Regions from separate parts of the Canis lupus genome. Here region 2 is linked to region 1. A link is a contact called in public Hi-C data. All regions are on one chromosome and are shown on one strand. The core of a region is the stretch at or near the end of the contact, and the rest is flanking DNA. Distances in the headings are between cores, read along the strand shown.

What was found. A called contact is a pair of places that touch in the nucleus more often than the background predicts.
Region 2: a contact with region 1 is called in a Hi-C map of blood, with 2.4 times the contacts expected there. The contact joins the promoter of LOC608641 here to the promoter of SNAP29 in region 1. A contact is called at or near these places in 2 of 9 Hi-C or Micro-C datasets (amygdala and blood).

The regions. Positions count from the first base shown.
Region 1 is chr26:30,797,412-30,800,051 of UU_Cfam_GSD_1.0, reverse strand. SNAP29 (synaptosomal-associated protein 29) reads left to right here and starts at 1,352. Exons shown (of 5, transcript XM_038575974.1): 1 at 1,352-1,766. The coding sequence starts at 1,530. PI4KA (phosphatidylinositol 4-kinase alpha) reads right to left here and starts at 1,064. Exons shown (of 57, transcript XM_038575976.1): 1 at 894-1,064. The coding sequence starts at 1,052.
Region 2 is chr26:31,094,098-31,096,737 of UU_Cfam_GSD_1.0, reverse strand. LOC608641 reads right to left here and starts at 1,319. Exons shown (of 7, transcript XM_038575991.1): 1 at 1,195-1,319; 2 at 827-1,057; 3 at 512-635. The coding sequence starts at 1,048.

The DNA of each region.
Region 1 (2,640 bases), core at 103-2,602:
TACTCCTCAAGAACCACTGCATTTCACCCATAAGGAAACAGGCTCTCAGAGTTGAAATAACTTGCCCAAGTTATATTATGGGAGGACCAAGAGAGAAAGTGCGGGGAACAAACAGGTCTGACTCTAAAATCTGGGTTCTTTCCACCAGTGGAGGCACACCTTTGAGTTTCCTTTCACCTTTCTCCCGAGGCAAAGAAAGTCCCCCCGGCATCAATTCGCCTTCCTCCTCTGAAGCAATCCTGAATTCAATCCTCTGCCCGCTGACACTTCATTCCTCCTCGCTGCCACCATCCCTCTTCAAAACACCATCTCCTACCAGTCTAATGCCCCCTCTAGACTCACAGAAAGACAACGCGCCGATCTGCATTTCAGAAGCTCTTTCAGATGTACTGTTTCATCCTCCCTTCACAGCAGCGTGAGGCGGGCAAAGCAGGTAAGCACCCCCCTCCTCGCCCCCCACCCCCCTTTACGAGAACAGCATCTCTCCAAGGTCACGGAATAAGCAGCAGAGGAAGTCGGGAGCTGAGCCCCTAGGGTTCGACTCTGGTCCTTTGCTCTTCCCACAGCTTCTCCCTGCCTGCCGCCCCCGCCCCTGCGATGTCACAAGGTGCCTCCTTGGCTCAAACCCCGGCCTGTGGCTCAGGTCCCTCTCGCGCCACCGACCCGCCAAGTCCCCGTCTGCCCTGCGCACTCCTTGCCCAAACCACCCCGTTACCCACCTCTCTCTTCACCGGCGATCTCCACCCACGGGCCTCCTCACCACCCCCCGTCCTGTCACAGGCAGCTGGCGAGCCCTGTTCAGCCTCCCACAGACCCTCGCCCCGCCGATCACCCGCTTTGCCGCCCCGAACCCCCTTCTCCTGTCAGCCCGAGGCCCGGGCGGCCAAGGCTACCTTCTCCAAAGACGCCGGTCTCTGCACGGCCAGGGAGCGGGCCAACGACAGGACCGTGTTGAAGTAGAAGCCCCTCGAGGAGCTGGAGCCGGAGCTGGAGCCGCCGCCGCCGCCGGAGCTGCCGCCGCCCCCTCCCCGGGCCGCGGCAGCCGCCATCATCGCGCGCGCGGCGGCGCTGCCCGCGGGCTCCTCGCACCCGGCCTGCGAGCGCCACAGCCCACGGCGCAGGCGCGGCGGCATCCGCCTTCCCCGCCACGTGACCTCTGTTGTCGACACCGAGTGGGGCGTGGCCGCGGGGCGGTCCCACCGCGGGAGGGGAGAGAGAAGCCGAGCGGTCGGCCGCGGCCGCGCGCACGGGGCGTGGCCCCCCCCAAGCCGCCGGGCAAGATGGTCAGCTCCGGAGGCGGGGCTTCCCGCGCACGCCAGGCGGAAGGAGCTCGCTCCGCGACCTGGGCGGGTGGGGCGGGGGCGCGCGGCGCTGGACGGCGAGCGGCGGAACCGCGGGGCTGCCGCGCTGTGGGCGCTCCCCGAGGGTCCCGGGAGGACCGCCTGGACCCCTGCGGGCCCAGAAAGGCCGTTCCCCGCCTTGGCCGCACACCTCCTCCTCCTGCCCAGACCGAGACGAGCGCCGGCACCATGTCGGCCTACCCCAAGAGCTACAACCCGTTCGACGACGATGCGGAGGATGAGGGCGCCCGGCCGGCCCGGTGGAAGGACGACCGCGACGTCGCCGACGGGCCCTGCACGCCCGCGGACAGGCAGCAGTATCTGCGGCAGGAGGTGATGCGCGTGGCCCAGGCCACAGCCGCCAGCACCGAGAGGTCCCTGTCCCTCATGTACGAGTCCGAGAAGGTCGGCGTCGCGTCTTCCGAGGTGAGTCTGCAGCAGAACAGGGCGGCCCGGCCGCTCTGAATTGTCACACGCGCTCAAGGAACTTTAGTCGTACCAAGAGGTGGGTATCTTGAATACTCCAAAGAGGCAGTTTGCCCCCAGTAATCTTTCTTAGTTACAGCAGAGCTCGGGCTAGAGAGATTGAGCGTCAGGTTCTTTCATATAATTGCCTGCGCAGGATTCCAGATCCAGGGGTTTCACCATTACTCCTCGAGTGACCCAGAGTGGGTGCTGCTGTGGAAGGCGTCGGAGCAGATGAGCCTTAGGTCCTCCCCTAGCGCTGACCACTGCTCCGCCTCACCCGCAGAGGTGATGAGGTCTGTGGGCAGCTGCTCAGTAAGCCGTAGCGCAAGTGTGATCGAGGCTAGGGCCTTACATTTACTTAACCAAATCCAAAGGGAGATGTCCCAGACAGTGTGTGATCTGTGACTATCCGTTTCTCCACTTCACCTTTGTCAGTTCGTCTTTCCACCCGTGGGAGATTTCAGGGACCCTGAGTGAGAATGGTTCTTTCTTAGGCACCACATTTTTTCCTCAGCCTACTAATGAAATGGTTTGGTATGGGCATTTTTATTTAAGTTCTTAAAAATGTAATAGTAGGTTATCGATTAGCTCAGCTAACGTTAATCTACAGCATTTGTAGCTTTGAAACTTAGTGGAAGCTGAAGTGTTGTTTTCTTCCATGGGTCTCTTTGTAACTCTTTTCTCTGGCAGAGTTCTTTCTGACCTGATCACTTCCAGTCTTGGGCAGTTTGAATATGTGGATTAATTTCTCAAATAGTCACCTGGGTCATTTCCCCCCTTGCCACTTTCTTGGCTATTTTCCTTCTGCACCTCTCCTGTTACAGTATCCCTC
Region 2 (2,640 bases), core at 70-2,569, 300 kb before region 1:
CTGGGGGACTCAGCAGTTTAGCGCCGCCTTCAGCCCAGGGTCTGATCCTGGAGACCCTGTCCCAGGTCAGACTCCCTGCATGAAGCCTGCTTCTCCCTCTGACTTTCTTTCTCTGTCTCTCATGAATAAATAAAATCTTTAAAAAAAAAAAAAAAAAGAAAGAAAGAAAAGAAAAGAAAAGAGAAAAAAGAAAGAAAAGAAAAGAAAAGAAAAGAAAAGAAAAGAAAAGAAAAGAAAAGAAAAGAAAAGAAAAGGGAAAGGAGGGTACAGGTATAAAGAGTGAAGCAGGCACAGCAAGATGGGGGATAGCTGCTTAACCTGAAGGCTGACAGGTACCCGAGTGTTCACTGCAGTCTGCAGTTTTGTGCATGTTTGTTTTCATAATAAAGACTTTAAGAATAAACGCTTTTTTTTTTTTTTTTTTTTATAGATTTCAAGCACAGAACCAGGGATAAGGGAACATGGGTCAGGTTTGCGGGGTTACTGGAGCCCGGCAGAGGCTGAGCCTCACCCTGGGAGTAGAGATGCACGCGGTGGATGCTCCTCTTCAGCTGCTCCAGGCGCTGGTGCATCTCCAGGGCACCCATGCTGTTGCAACAGTTCAGCTCCCCCTGCACTGCACAGAAGAACTTTGCCTACGACCAGGGGAGAGGCAGGGCAGGAGGAAGCCCGGCGCGTGAGCCGCCTGCCCGCTGCACTCCCCAGCTGGGGCGCCTGGGGCTTCTGGAAGACCGTGCAGCTCCAGCTAGTCCCCAAGGCGCCCTGCCGCCCCCCCACCCCCATCGCCCATCCTCGGGGCGCGGCGGGGCCCCGCGCCGGCTCGCACCCAGAAGAAGGAGAAGAGCCCGCGCCGCTCGTACTCGGCCAGCTTGGCCTTGCGCACCACCCTCTCGGCCAGCGCGGGGTTGCGGTCGATGCTGCGGAAGAGGCGGCGCAGCGCGCGCTCCGTGCAGGTGGCCGCCTGCCTCTCGAAGTCCTCCTCGGAGATGAGTCGGCAGAAGGTCACGCTCTGGGGGAACTCGCGGTCGAACTCGTCCAGGACCTCCATCCCTGCGGGCTGCGGGCAGGCCGGGCGGCCGTCGGGCGGGGCCTCCGGGGCTCCGGGCGCGCCGCCCCGCACCCGCCTCGGGCCGGGGAGAGGGGCAGGCCCCGGGGGCGGGGGCCGCGGGGGCCGCGGGGGCCGCGGGGACGCACCTGCTGTCGGCCCCACAGCCGCCGCGCCGACGCAGCCTCCCCCGCCGCGGCCAATCCCCCGGGAGCTCGCGAGCCGGGAGCCAATCCGCGCCAGGCGGCTGCACGTGACAATGCCCACCGCTCTGGGCATGCGCCCTGGCGCCTTCGACGGGGCAAACCGCGCGGGGGAGGGGGGCTCCCGCTGGGCTCCCGCAGGGCGCGATGGGGGAGCGGGCCACTGCCACGCAGACAGATGGCCGGCGCCCGAACCCTCCAAACGCCCTCAGGGCCCAACCCCCTCCCCAGTCTGGCTGCTCGCCCTCCCTCCCTCCGCGCGGTGTGTAGACAGCACCCCAAGGACTTCACTCCGCCCCTAACGCCTCTGGCCCCAGGCGTCGCCGGTCCTTCCCGGTTCTCTCCTACGTCAAACCCACCCCTCCCCAGTTTCCATCCTCCCTTCCCCCCTATAACCAACCACTCTCTACTCGCGGTTGCCTCTTCACCAGCATCTCCAGGGGCTCCCTATGCGTTCCCAAGGTCTTTGTGGTACCATCTCGGATGATCTTACCCCACTTCTTGGTCCCAACTCAGAGCTGACTTAACCCTAACCTGCGTCTCAGGCTCTGACCTCCCTTGAGGTCCGCGACCACATCCAAGTTTCCTCTGGGGACGTTTCTGGGGCATCTCACGCTGAACAGATCCAGGTGGGCACACAGCTTCTTCCCTCCCGATCCCGAATCTGCTTCTCTTCTCCCTCTCCTACTTGGCCAGCCTTGTCAGCACCATTCACCCCAGCCACCGATGAGGGGGTCCACCCTGGATTGCTTCCTCTCCATCGCCTCCACAGCCCTTCACTCCCCTCAACCTGAGATCCATTGAGGCTAAAGAGACTTTTTACCCTCCACTGCCAAACCACCAACCCTCTAGGTTCTGCTGTTCCCAACAACATAGGAGATGGCCCTCACTTCCTCCTGCTTTGAGGTCAGAGAGCAAGATGGAAACAACCAAGGAGGAAACAAATTTTAGCCTAGAGGTGCAAACAGACTTAGTACACATGGGTTCAAATCTTCATGCTACTTCCTGACCCTGTGTGACTTTCAAAGTAAGACTTTACTTTGAAATACATAGTATGGACCCTTTTATATACAGCACAAGCATCCTCTCAGGAGTCAAACAGACTCTAACTAACACCCCCCCCCCCAGGTTATGCTAATAACACTTCACACTGTATGTACTTAGTTGTATTTTTTAAAGTTGTATTGGCCCCCAACTCAGAGCCAGGCACTGCCAAGAGAAATATAAAAAGCGACATGTCCCTGCCCTCAGGGCTCCCAGTCTAATGAGGACTTCAAACACAATGAGAAAGGTCGATCTAACAGGCTCTGCTGGAGGGATATTGGATGCTGTGGAGCCCAGGAAAGGCTTTCCTTTGAAACATTTGAGCAAAGCCCTGAGTTCACAAGCATC